Regions from separate parts of the Sus scrofa genome. Here region 1 is linked to region 2. A link is a contact called in public HiChIP or PLAC-seq data. All regions are on one chromosome and are shown on one strand. Each heading gives the region's core, a stretch centred on a gene start, on an enhancer-like site or on the middle of the called end of the contact. The rest is flanking DNA. Distances are from core to core; before and after follow the strand shown.

Region 1 (3,421 bases), core at 474-2,973, 150 kb after region 2:
TAAAGACAAGAAGATCTTCATGATCGTCATCCCGCTCCAGGTAAAGGGGCCCTCACCCCGTGGTCTCATTCGCTCCTGACCCCAAGCACGGCCCAGCTCAGGCCTGTGTGGGCAGGGGGCGTCGGCTGTCCCGGAAACCCCAGCCTCTGCCCTCGGGATTGAGGACTGGGCGTCTCGACCTGAGTTTTGATGACCTAGACCTTGGGTCATCGCCCTGGGAGCTGCCACACCATCCGCCGTCCTTGGGCCGGTGGGTGACGAGGGAGCTGCTGAGATGTCGGGGAGACACGCTGCCTACTTTCTGCCTCTGTTTGCCCTGTAACCAGCTGATCCTCTTAGCAGAGACACTCAGCTACCCGGCGGTGTTATTAATAAAATATTTTAAAACCGTGAATGACGTACGTCAGTGAGTAGAATATTAGGTATTGGGCCCGACGTTTATTAAATGCTTCGTATGTGTAGGGCCCTGGGCTGAGGCCAGCTTTACAAGCTTGAGAGCCCTTCAGGGGAGGAGCCTTGGCTCGCGTGTAAGTCTTCCTGGGGATAGAACAGGGACGAAAGGGACGCGGAGTCAGCAGGGGGATCCTAGCTGAGATGCACAGCTGCCCAGCGCTGCTCGACCAGAGGGCATCTGTTGGGTAAACTTGTTCGCAACAGCTGATCATTTCGGAGCCCAGGCTAGTGTGGCAGCTGCGCAGGGAAGGGGACGGCTCTCCAGGCCCCAGGTCAGCTGGCTCGACGCTGGTGATGGGCAGTTTGGCGATGTTGGCAGCTGGGCTATCTTCCCATTCAATGCTAAGGGACATAGGTTAGTGCGCGAGGAATGGTACAGACCAGTTGCTGTAGGTTTCCAAGGAGAGAGTGTTCGCCCCCCTCTGCATGACCAGAAGGGCTTTGTGGTAGAGATGGGAAAGAACCAGGACAGAGGCAGACCTGACAGTGCCGTCTAGTGAGCAGGAGAGGCCAGGGGCTGCACGGCGCTTGGCCGTTCATTCAGCTGCCAGGGCCGCCACTCTGCTGTGCTGAGTTCTTCCGCCAGCCAAGGTCTCAGAGCTTGGACGTGATGGGCCACGGTCCTCCTCCCCGTCTTCCTGCTGCTCCATCCCCTTCCCCTCCTGTTTGCATCCTCTTGGCCCAGCCGGAACTGTGACGTAATGCTTGTGCTCCCCAGAAGGAAGACAGCCCACAGTTACAGGGCAGGTCACTGAGGACACAAGGCCATTTAAAAATTAAATATAAGGAAATTATAAGTATTTAAACATAAGGACTAGCCTGCAAAGTCCTCCAACATCAGCCTAGAAAGTGCAGCTGTTTCCCTTTGGCTACAGAGAGTCACTGTGCATTTCTGGGTAGGGAGTGGGCGAAGTAAAAATGGAATTTCAGGAGTTCCCATCGTGACTCAGTGGTTAACAAATCCGACTAGGAACCATGAGATTGCCGGTTCGATCCCTGGCCTCGCTCAGTGGGTTAAGGATCCGGCGTTGCTGTGAGCTGTGGTGTAGGTCGCAGACGCGGCTCGGATCCCACATTGCTGTGGCTCTGGGTAGGCCGGCAGCTACAGCTCCGATGAGACCGCTAGCCTGGGAACCTCCATATGCCTTGGGTGCGGCCCTGAAAAGACCAAAAAAAAGGAGTTTCAAGGACATTGTTGGCACTTGGTTCCACAGCAGCCCCTCTGGGGGCATTTTGTGCCTCCCATTAAGAGTGTGAACTATGCACACAGTGCCATCAGCCGTTTCAGCTGGGAAAGGCTTTGTTTCCCATGTGTCGTCATAGGCGGAGTCAGTCATGGGCGGAGTCATAGACGCAGACGTTTAGGAGCGACTGGGCTTCAGGGGGAGCCCAGAGGCGGGGTCTGAGGTAGGACAGTGAAACTTCAAACTAGTTTTTGCATTTGTATTAGGTGAAAGATGGCTTCCGTGATGATTTAGCTGCTAAGTCCTAGATGGTAAGAGAAACTACCCTTCCCACGTCCTAGCGCCAGGTGTCACATTTTTGTAGACGTGTAGGGAGCTACCTGTAGGGAGACAGAGTATTGGGGACCGTGGACTTCTCATGGAATTGTCATCTCTGCTTTCAGCCTAATGATGATCTTCGAAAGAATATCTCATAAATCATGCTCCCTTATGCTCAGTAGTACCAGTTTTTAATTTTTATTTATTTTATTTTTTGATTTTTTAGGGCTTCACCCGCAGCATATGGAAGTTCTCAAGTTAGGGTCCAATTGGAGCTATAGCTACCAGCCTATGCCACAGCCACAGCAGTGCAGGATCACGGCAACACCAGATCCTTAACCCACTGAGCTAGGCCAGGGATCCAACCCGCAACCATATGGTTCCTAGTTGGATTTGTTTCCACTGTGCCACACAGGAGCTCCGTACCTCAGTTTTTAAAACACCGCCGTCTGCTTAGCCAGCATGGCCTGCTGAGAGCTTGATGGCAGCACTGAACACACAAGGCACAGCCTTCACTTTGGAAATTGAAGCAGGGTGTGGATGCTGAGAGCGCAGCGCGGTGGGGAGAAACACGCTGTGGAGCAGGCTGAGCGGGTTGTTCCTGTGCGGATGGGCGTGGCCACGCACGCCCAGGGCTGAAGCCGGCCCTCCTTGCTGCTCTGGTCTCTGATAAAGCACCCCGTTATCTGACCCTGGGAGCCGGAGCCCTGGGGCAGGGAGAGTGCAGCCTGAGGGCATGGGCATCGTGGTGGATCTGATGCAGAGTGCCACCTGTTTCTGACTCTGCTGAGGCCGAAGGTGCCCCGAGAGCAGTGTCCCGGTCGCCTGTGGCTGTGTAGCAAGTTGCCCTGAGCCCAGTAACTTCACACCACAGTAACCATTTGCCCTCTCACCTTGGGCAGTGGCTTAATCAGTGCAACTACAGTCAAATGGCGCTGGGGGTGTTGTCACCTTCAGGTCTTCATGAGCCTCCGTCTCCTGGGCGGGGAGGCCTTGATCAGGTGAGGTGGGAGCAGCGAGGCTCCCAGGTGTCCTCTGGGCATCTCCCAGGCATCTCTCTTCCTGGTCCCCGGTGTGGTGGCTGCAGGGCAGTCAGACTCCTAACAAGTCAGCTCAGGGCTCCAGAGCTGTGTCCCGTGAGAGCCAGGCAGGTGCAGTCTCTCCTCGTGTGACCTAGGTCAGAGGTCGCACGCATGCATCACTCCCTCAGTGTTCCCTGGAGCAGGGCAAGGCAAGCTCAGGAGAGGGCACCGGGCAGTCTCTGCTGGCCTAATGGCTAGGACTTGGCCCTTTGATCTCTGCAGCCCGGGTTCCACCCCTGGGCTGGCAGCTGAGACCCCCCCCCCAAGCTGCTGCAGCCCACGGCCCGAACACAAGGGCACAGAAATGGCGCCTTGACTGGGGGGAAGCAGACCTCTGCCCGGGCGTGTGGAGCTGGAAATCACGCCGTGGTCCCAAGTTGGGGC
Region 2 (3,325 bases), core at 774-3,273:
TGGTTACTCTTAGGAGAGGGACAAATTAGGGGTATGGGAAGAACACACTATAGAAACACGCTATATAGAAAAGAGACAAGCAACTAGGATATTATGTATAGCACAGGGGATTCTAGCCATTATTCTGTAATAACCTGTAATGGAGCATCACCTGCAAAAATACTGAATTACTCTGCTGTACATCTGAAAGTAACAATATTATAAACCAACTATATTTCAATTTTTTTGTCTTTTGTCCTTTTAGAGCTGCACCCACCACATGTGGAGGTTCCCAGGCTAGGGGTCGAATCAGAGCTGTCGCCACTGGCCTACGCCAGAGCCACAGCAACTCGGGATCTGAGCTGCGTCTGCAACCTACACCACAGCTCACGGCAATGCCGGATCCTTAACCCACTGAGCAAGGCCAGGGATCGAACCCGCAACTTCATGGTTCCTAGTCAGATTCTTTAACCACTGTGCCACGACGGGAACTCCCCTATAAATTTTTTTTATCCAGTTCTCAATGGAGTTTGATGAATAAAAAGGCATGTGAACCAGTGATTGAAATGGGTCTTTCTATAACTCTCCACTATGTTTATTTCCAAAATACACTTTAATTTATTTTACCTTTTTTTTTTTTTTTTTTTTTCTTTTTTGGCTGCTCCTGTGGCACATGGAAGTTCCAGAGCCAGGGATCAAACCCTCACCAGAGCAGTGGCCTTAACCACTGCAGTGACAACGCCAGATCCTTCTCACGCTGCACGAGGGAATTCCAGATATACTTTAAAGAAGCAGTAAGTACGGAGCCCTCTTTGGGCTCTTTTTTTTTTTGTCTTTTGTCCTTTTTTTTTTTTTTTTTTGTCTTTTTGTTGTTGTTGTTGTTGCTATTTCTTGGGCCGCTCCCGCAGCATATGGAGGTTCCCAGGCTAGGGGTTGAATCGGAGCTGTAGCCACCGGCCGACGCCAGAGCCACAGCAACGTGGGATCCGAGCCGCGTCTGCAACCTACACCACAGCTCCCGGCAACGCCGGATCGTTAACCCACTGAGCAAGGGCAGGGACCGAACCCGCAACCTCATGGTTCCTATTCGGATTCGTTAACCACTGCGCCACGACGGGAACTCCTTTTTTTTTTTTTTTTTTTTTAAATGTGTGTGTGCTATTTTGTGTTTACCACATTGCTTTTCTCCAATGCATAAATTTGCTTCTCTCTTCTCATTCACGTTTTGGTTAATTACACACAAACAAGCTGCAGAAAGGGGCTGTCCCCAACAAGCTGCCGAATTGATCTATAAATGTTCACACAAGAATGTCTATAAATTCCAAAGTCATCCACAAATACCAAAGGTGGTTTCGCTGGTAATACCTCCTCAGATTCCTCCAGCACCTTGATAAATATAATCTCACGAATCTCCAACCCCACCGAGGTCCAAAACTACCCCCTGCCAGATGAAGAGATGGCTTGGCCTGTATCCTTGGCAAACTGATACCCTGAGCCAAGAACACAACAGGAAAAGGGCCCTGTTCCAACAGAGCCAAGGCAACTTTTGTTTGTGTTTTGTTTTATTTTACTGAACCTAACAGTTAAAAAAAAAAACAAAAAAAAAAACGGAGAAACGTTCAAATGCCAGCAGAAAGAAGACCTGCCGGAGTGGTCTGTGTCACCGCTCTCTGTCGGAGCAGTGGTTTCAGACTGAGATGGGTTTTTCACGTCTCAGTGTCCTTGATCGGTTTCCTGCCTTCGCGACTTGAAAGCTTCACCTGATCTGACTTCCGTGACCTGCCTCACTCATCTCTGTATCCCCGAAAAGTCTTCCAGAACCACTTCCTCAATTTTCTTCCCTATTCATAGGTAAACACTTCCCAAATGAAGGTAGTGATATTAATATTTCCAAACTGATTTCCTTATGACTTGAGGTCTCTTTGTTTCCGAAGGCCTTTAGGTATCTCAAAACCATGTCTCCCCTCGGTGAGTTCAACTGCCACATTCTTCCTCTTTGTCGGCGGCCTGTCAACTCCCTTCCTGACCATATGCTTCGGCTTCCGCTTTACCACGTCCGCTAGTGAATACCTTAACGCTGGTCCCCAGCATGTCAGGCCCTCGGGTACCCTGCACCGTCCATGCCCTTCCAATACCAGGAACCCTCCTCTGTTCAAATCAGAGCTTCCCCCGCTACCTGTGTGCAGCCCATCTGTCCCCCTAATGCGGCCAACTCAAAAATCCCTTTAACTCTTTCAATTATCTAGAGCATCACGTATCACTCTGTCATGACTGTGGGAAGAAAAACAACAGCGAGGAAATCCCAGGTAGACCTCAGATGTCTAAAAAAATCTCTATTTCATTCACGAATCTTCCCCAGAAAGTCTCAGAAAAATCCGAGAGCAAGCACGTTCCCTCGGCTCTTTGGTAACAAGAGTACCAGGATGGAAAACCTCCATGTTCATTCTGGAGAAATGAGTCTAACTTGGTAACAACTTAAAAGAGCTTAGTTCTGAGACAGAGATGAGAATGTCATCCTTAGGGAGGTCCCTGGGGGCTCAGCAGGTTAAGGACTCAGTGCTGTCACTGCTGTGGCTCAGGGTGCTGCTATGGCACGGGTTCAATCCCTGGCCCAGGAACTTCGCATGCCACAGCATGGCCAATAATAATAATGATAATTTTTAAAAAGAATGTCATCATTACATATGTATGTATTTATGTACCCCCCCATAAACAGATTAATGCTTCCTGACAATAAATCCATCATAACGACCACTGAATGTTTCATTCATAGGAAGTGGAGGCAAGCCTGCTGGAGGTACCCCAGCAGCATTTGATTGGAAGTGACGGTCACCCTCTTCCTCCAAGCTCCCCAGAATCCTTAATAATATTTTTGTTTTGTATCATTGCATTTATAAACATAATAACTCACAATAGTTTCATGATGCCCTGTACACTGTCTAATCCTGACATTTAACTAGGGACCACTAGATATAAATTATGAAATAAATTAAGATAAGAAATAACATGTATAAAATCCAGCCTGAAAAGTTAGCTGAGTAGAAGAAAGCAAACAGGAGTTTCCCGGTGGCACAGCAGGTTAAGGATCAGCATTGTCACGGCTGTGGCCTGGGAACTTCCACATGCCACAGGCACCTCTCCTCCACCCCACCCCCCAAAAAAGGGAAACAAACAGATTCCAGAGGGAATGGGTCTACCTTCTGGTAAAGAAACATTATCACTCTGGGAGTTTTCTTGAGAGAAAAAGCTTGACAAAAAAGACCCCCAAAAATAAAATAAAATAAAAAAGAATTCCCGTCGTGGCTCAGCGGTTAGCGAACCCGACTAGCATCCATGAGGACACAGG

The links. HiChIP or PLAC-seq counts read pairs in DNA pulled down with a chosen protein or histone mark.
Region 1: a contact with region 2 is called in an H3K27ac HiChIP or PLAC-seq map of alveolar macrophages. The contact joins two enhancer-like sites. A contact is called at or near these places in 1 of 47 Hi-C or Micro-C datasets (liver) and 1 of 2 datasets of contacts at active chromatin or transcription factors (alveolar macrophages).

Annotation. Positions count from the first base shown.
Region 1 is chr1:270,223,603-270,227,023 of Sscrofa11.1, forward strand. GPR107 (protein GPR107) reads left to right here. Exons shown (of 18, transcript XM_021070180.1): 12 at 1-40. Among named protein-coding and RNA genes, the nearest start is that of GPR107, 35 kb to the left of the region's middle. Within about 2 kb of position 1,724, at least 17 of the 83 cell types and tissues checked have an H3K27ac peak or open chromatin away from gene starts, as enhancers often do. A contact at or near this core is called in alveolar macrophages, where this site is marked.
Region 2 is chr1:270,074,883-270,078,207 of Sscrofa11.1, forward strand. The region is part of intron 6 of FNBP1 (formin-binding protein 1); the gene reads right to left. Among named protein-coding and RNA genes, the nearest start is that of USP20, 81 kb to the left of the region's middle. Within about 2 kb of position 2,024, at least 19 of the 83 cell types and tissues checked have an H3K27ac peak or open chromatin away from gene starts, as enhancers often do. A contact at or near this core is called in alveolar macrophages, where this site is marked.